2 separate regions of the Gossypium arboreum genome follow, and region 1 is linked to region 2. The links are chromatin contacts, called in public Hi-C maps. All regions are on one chromosome and are shown on one strand. Each heading gives the region's core, a stretch centred on a gene start, on an enhancer-like site or on the middle of the called end of the contact. The rest is flanking DNA. Distances are from core to core; before and after follow the strand shown.

Evidence for each region. Hi-C and Micro-C count contacts between places; a contact is called where the count stands out from the background.
Region 1: a contact with region 2 is called in a Hi-C map of leaf, with 2.4 times the contacts expected there. The contact joins the promoter of LOC108458344 here to the promoter of LOC108467519 in region 2. A contact is called at or near these places in 2 of 5 Hi-C or Micro-C datasets (both in leaf).

The regions. Positions count from the first base shown.
Region 1 is chr4:109,241,680-109,244,918 of ASM2569848v2, reverse strand. It overlaps LOC108458344 (glycerol-3-phosphate 2-O-acyltransferase 6-like), which reads left to right and starts at 1,597. Exons shown (of 2, transcript XM_017757699.2): 1 at 1,597-2,389; 2 at 2,938-3,239. The coding sequence starts at 1,772.
Region 2 is chr4:109,078,817-109,082,395 of ASM2569848v2, reverse strand. LOC108467519 (26S proteasome non-ATPase regulatory subunit 7 homolog B-like) reads left to right here and starts at 2,168. Exons shown (of 8, transcript XM_017768161.2): 1 at 2,168-2,555; 2 at 2,793-2,885; 3 at 3,004-3,094; 4 at 3,126-3,270; 5 at 3,457-3,532. The coding sequence starts at 2,369.

The DNA.
Region 1 (3,239 bases), core at 348-2,847, 160 kb before region 2:
TTCCATTGAATCCATCTTTATGAAGCAGTCAATTTGATTTCAACTATTTTAAACTTAATAATAATTTTTCCAGTCAAATAAAAAAAATCATTGAAAAAAGAAGAGACGAAAGAAAAATAAAAAAGATGAGATGAATAGTTTTTTTAGTTATGGTTTAGGTTTAAAAATTTTAATTAATTAAATTTTTTAATTAAAAATCTATTTTCATCTAGAAATCTAAGTTGGCACCTAAAATCTAGTTGGACTGCCACGTAGGATTACCGTTAGAGAGATAACGGAATTTGACGGTAGAGTGATCACTTCGTAACAAAATAATAACATAAGTGACTAAAACGTAACATTTCAAACATAAGTGACTAAAATGTAACCTGGACAAACAAAAGTGACTATTTTATAGATTACCCAAAAAAAATTAACTTTTAATTGCAAAACTATACTTTATTATTTTTATACATGTTTTAGTATATAAATTAGCAATAAATTAATTCAATTAGTAATATTTAGTCACTATTGTGCCTTAATTTTATCAAAGAGAAAGAAATAATTTATTTTAAAAAGTCATATTTTTACTAGAATTTTATTTATTTTTCAAAATTTAAATTTAAATTTATAATAAGCAAACTAGGCATAAATATTTACAAAAATACAAAAAGTGACATTCTATTTAATATAACGGGAGGGGTGGGATAAAGCCGTTCAAGAATCTGATTCAAATAATAATAATAATAATAATAATAATAATAATAGCCTATTAAGATTAAGGCAGAAGCCAATAATTTTGGATATTTTGCCATCCTACTACAAAAGTTGCGGAAAGTGAAGCCAAAATATAAAGCCCTTGAGCTACCTCCAGCTGGTTCAACTGCATTACCCTCATCCCACCCGTTTTGAATTCAATGTTTTACACTCAAAATTAGCTATATATTAGTATACTTTTTCTTTTATCCTTACAGGCCTGGTTCCGTTTTTTTTTTTTTTTTAAGGATTAATGGCCACATGCTACCTATTTTTTGGTCACTTTCACTAGACAAAACTCTCATGCTAAATCAACAAATAATTTATCATTGAATTAAATATTATATGACCCAAAAATTCGACGACAGACGGCTATCTTTCTAACCTAATTTCGGTAGAATTTACGCTTGGATTAAGCAATTGGGAATTTTTTTTATAGACTTGTCTGCGCAAGTAAAACAAGTAATTTACAACAAATTTGGCTGCTTCTTGTTGAAGTTATAGTAAAATACTAATACCCAAGAAATATGTACCATTATACATTTTATTTTTGAGGTCGATTGAATGAAAAGTAAAAAGTGATATTTACATATCATTTATTAAATAAAATTGTTGATAAAACTTAAATCTTGATATTTATCGAATTAATCGGGACTTTTTACTCTTGAGAAAAAAAGAGAGGGTGTTTTAATAAGCGGCGTGGCCGGCGCCTGGAAACTAAAAAAGTAGGCTAATTGAATGAAATGATGGTGTTGGTGTCCACCTCCAACTACTCCGACCCCTCTTCACAACTGCCCAGGTTTATACGTAAAATACATGTATATATTTGTGTTGGTAAACGTTAATTACTCTATTTATTGATAACGTTTTTTTTTTATCAATGAGAAACTATTGGTCTCGACCACGGTTTTCTCATGCTACATAAAGCCAGCGAATCGCTTCAACAATATCATTGCCATTGTCTCTTACACTCCTTTATTTCTAAAAGGGAAAAAACCATTAACCCTCTTCTTCCTGCTTTGCTCTTCCCATAGTCATGGGGGCTCACCCTTGTTTTCAACCTGTTTCGAAATGTATCAGCGAGGGAAGATCAAATCAGACGGTGGCTGCTGATTTTGATGGAACCCTTCTTGTGTCACGTAGTGCTTTCCCTTACTACATGCTTATTGCCCTCGAAGCTGGCAGCCTGTTAAGAGCACTGCTTCTCTTACTATCCGTTCCAGTCGTGTATTTTACCTACTTGTTCATCTCTGAATCTTTCGCCATTAATACCTTCATTTTCATCTCCTTTGCCGGGTTAAAGATAAGAGACATTGAGCTGGTTTCCAGGTCTGTGTTGCCAAAGTTTTATACAGACGATGTTCACCCCGAGACTTGGAGAGTTTTCAGCTCCTTTGGTAAAAGATACATTATTACCGCAAATCCTAGAATAATGGTGGAACCTTTTGCCAAGATATTTCTAGGAGCTGACAAGGTTATTGGAACGGAGCTGCAAGTGACAAAAACAGGCAGGGCAACTGGGTTTACAATTAAACCAGGAGTTCTCGTCGGAGAACACAAAAGGGCTGCCATCTTGAAGGAATTTGGCACTGAATTACCAGATTTAGGCCTGGGAGACAGAGAAACTGACCATTATTTCATGTCATTATGCAAGGTTCTTAATCACATAACAAACCCTTCCCTTTTCTTTACCGTCATAATAATTGAACTTTTCAAGCTGTTTCCTAAATTGGTATAGGTTCTTAAAACAGATTCCTCAAACATAATTATTAACTATGTGTTTACAAAAAGGTTGGTGAGAGTATTTATGCTCCATAAAGTTTTGTTTGATATTTCTCCTGATGTCTTTCTCAGCCTTTAGATAGCTGCTGGCTTTTTATAGTTACAACTTAAATTTCTAATGGTCCACATGGTCCCCTACTAATCTCTTCAATTTCGTTATACCATGATTAATGACTCGTGAAACTGAGATTGTCAACTTCAACATGCAATTTAATTTTCACATTTTCAGGCCATTTTTACTCCAATCCTATCCTTGTGATGTTCAATATGTAGTTGTAGCCATAGATATTGAAACTAATGATTCTAATCTTCGATTTAACTCTGTTTTTGTTATAAAACAAACTACCCCATATACATGACGCTAGCTAGTTTTAATTATGCATGGTCTAGCTCTTAAGTTGATGTGTTGTGTGTGTGCAGGAAGGATACATGGTGCCAAGAAGCAAATGCGAGCCATTACCAAAAACCAAGCTTCTAAGCTCTGTTATATTTCATGAAGGACGGCTGGTCCAAAGACCAACCCCATTGGCTGCCCTCTTGACCTTCCTATGGCTTCCTATTGGCTTCATCCTCTCCCTACTAAGGGTCTATCTCAACATCCCTTTGCCTGAGAGAATTGCTCGGTACAATTACATGATCCTAGGAATCAAATTGATTGTTAAGGGTACCCCACCAGCTGCACCTAAGAAAGGCCAAAGTGGAGTCCTCTTTGTTTGCAACCA
Region 2 (3,579 bases), core at 919-3,418:
AACTAGCTCATGCAGATCTTGGCGGCCCAATTATACCTGCCTCTAGCAGCCATAAAATGTACTTATTGTGTTTTGTTGATGATTTTTCTTGAAAAACATGGATTTATTTTCTTTCGGAGAAGTTGGAAACATTTATCACTTTAAGCATTTCAAGGCTCTTGTAGAAACAGAGATTGGAAAGTTTATTAAGTGCTTGAGAACAGATAGAGGAGGGGAGTTCAATTCTACAGAATTCAATGTCTTTTGTAAGCAACAAGGCGTGAAGAGACAATTGACAACAGCCTACACTCCATTGGTATGATTTGGTTAATTAATAATTTTGATTTCTTTAAAATTTATTGTTGACAAAAAGTAAACGAAAGTATTTAGTTCTGTTTCGGAAACATATTTTCTTTTCTTTTATTTAGAACTTGCGAATTCATTTATTTAATTATCACTTTTTTATTTATTTCATTTAATATTTGGTATACATTTATAAATATAGAATATATTTATGTTGTTTTTTATTATAGTTAATAATTTGACAAATAATTCTAAGATGTTTCTTTAAAATATATTTGAATTATTCTTATTCAATTCTTTATTTGTTTATATATATTTGAAAATATTGTTACTAATCATCTAAGTTTAGATTATATTTATTTTATATACATTAAATATAATTTTAAAAGAATGTTAAAAAATCTAAATTTTATAAAAGCATTTTAAAATAAAACTTAAGTATATTTTTATAAGTTTTCTTTTATATATTTCAAATATTTTCTCATCAATAATTTTAAATAATATGTCATTGTTTAAATAATAATATTTTTAATATATATGAGCAGTGCATCCTATTATAGAAAATTAGTATTTACATAATTTAAGCGCCTAAATTACAGTTGCAGCCACTCAATAATTAGTAATTTTTTTTGTCACTCAACTACAAAAAGTTATAAAATAATTTTTTAATTATTCAATTTTTTCTTTTTGGTTATCGATCGTTAAATGATTGATGGGGAGATGATGTGTTAGCTTTTAAAATTAATATAATAGCAATTTTAACCCTCAACATTTATACATTATATCAATTTAATTCTGATTCTAAAAGTTAACCCTTAACGTTTACATATTGTATAATTTGGTCTTTCTCTTTTCTTTTCTTTTTTCTATTTTCCTTTTCTTTGTGTCTCTTCCACCTAAAAGTCTAAAAAAAATTATCAACTAAAATCTTAAAAATCAACTAAATTTAATTGGAAATATAATAAAATGGACACACGAAAATCTCAAGATAATAAATTTTCATCCTTTCTCATTTATTTAAAACTAATTTTCAATGTCATTAATAAAAGTAAAACTGTAAAAAAAAAAATTATACAATGCGTAAATGTTGAGAGTTAATTTTTTGAAACTAAGACTAAATTAGCACAATATATAAATGTTGAGAGTTAAAATTGCTATTATACCAATTTTAGAAGTTGTCAAGTATTCTTTAGGTTAATAATTTAACAACGGGTGATTAAAAAAGGTAAATTTTGAATAGTTGGGTGATCAAAAAAAAATCAAATAGTTGAATGACCATTTTATAATTTTTCATAGTTGAATAACAAAAAAAATAGTTGGGTGATATTTTCACTTAAAACTAAAAAACTATATTTTTTTTGGGTAAATTGCATCAATGTTACTAAACTATTAGTACTTTTACATTTTGTCACTCAACTTCAACAGTTACGAAATGGTCATTCAACTATTTAAAAGTATTCGTTTAAGTCACTGGGCTGTTAAAATCGTTGTTATATGGCCTTCTCTATTCGCACCGTTTGTATTTTTCTAAAGTTCAATTTTTCTCAAGAAATAGCTTTAAATGCCACCAATATGCGAATCAAAATCTAAACAGTTTTTTTCTTTAATCTTTGACATTGACTGTCAAATCGACTTGAACTTAAGGAATGTTCTTCTACTTATCGATGAATACTGATCTATCTTACTGATTATCAAATTTTTGCTTTGAGTTCGCTACTTGAAGTTTTTTAAAAAAAAATTAATAATCTAATAATTTAAATAATTTTTTAAAAATATTTTAATGACTTAAATAATTTTTTAAATAATTTAGTGATTTAAATAAAAATTTTAAATAATTTAATAATAATTTTGTAAAGTTGAATATCCTAAAATGTAAATTTAGTAATGGTTTAGTAATTTTTGGTAAGGTTTACCCATATTTTTTTTTTCACAATATTTTGAAAAACCAGTTTTTGCAAACCAAGCAGAAGATTCGGTGTTTATTTGGTTTCCTTTGCGGCAAGAAATACAGAGTAGAGATTAGAGAAGAAGGCAGGCAAGGCAAAGCAAGAAGAAAAGGCAGAGAGAGAAAAGGACTAAAATAGAAATGGACGTGATCAAAACACAGCAAATATCGTCTCGGCCGATTGAGAAGGTGATAGTCCACCCTTTGGTTCTCCTCAGTATCGTGGACAACTACAATCGCGTCGCCAAAGACACCCGTAAGCGCGTCATCGGAGTCCTTCTTGGCACCTCCTTCAAAGGCACCGTTGACGTCACCAACAGCTATGCAGGTTCCCCCTTGGTTTCTTGGAAATTCCTTCTAGATCTGCTTTGTTTTGATTTCTGATTTCGTAATGCTGTCTTCTGAAATCTTATCTTCTTATCCATGCAAGATTACTCCTTTTGAGATTAAATTTTGGGTTTTAGGGTTTTACTTTAAGGACTGTTGAGTTTGGGTTTAAGGCAATTTGTTAGGTTCCATGACCTAAATTTCCGTATTATTATTATTATTATTATTCAATTTTCAGTGCCTTTTGAGGAAGATGAGAAGGACCCGAGTATATGGTTCCTTGACCACAACTACCATGAATCAATGTTTTCAATGTTCAAAAGGATTAATGGTAACTCTTTTCTCAACTTGGCCAATTTTAATTTCTTATTTATTTCTCCTTTCTTGTTTTGGATGAGGGGAAGTTATATTCTTTCTCTGGATTTCTGAACCTATGAGATCTGTTGCAGCCAAGGAGCATGTTGTTGGTTGGTATAGCACTGGCCCAAAATTACGGGAAAATGATCTAGACATTCACAGATTATTCCACAAGTATGATTCTTTTGGGTTTCATTTCTTATTTAGCTTTTCATGTCATTTTGAAGTTCATTCCATTGATTGACTGCTTTTGGTGTTTCGGCTATGTCCCAAATCCTGTCTTGGTGATTATTGATGTCCAACCTAAGGAGTTGGGGATACCCACTAAGGCCTACTATGATGTTGAAGAGGTCAAGGAGGTATGGACAATTAGGATGCGCCTTCTGTGTGTGTGTGTGTAGCCAGAAGGGCTTAAACTGTTGAGGCAGATAGGCACCCCTTTGGATGTTAAATGAGACTGCAACTATAATAACCTTTCTCTAAAGAGTGCCACCTTTTGTTCATATTTGGTGAGCATTTGAACTAATACAGCAGTAATGTTGCAGAATGCTACTCAAAAGAGTCAAAAGGTTTTTGTTCATGTTCCATCTGAAATTGCTGCTCACGAAGTTGAGGAGATTGGTATGCCATTTGATGAAATTTGGTGTCATCTTTTCAGGATATTACCC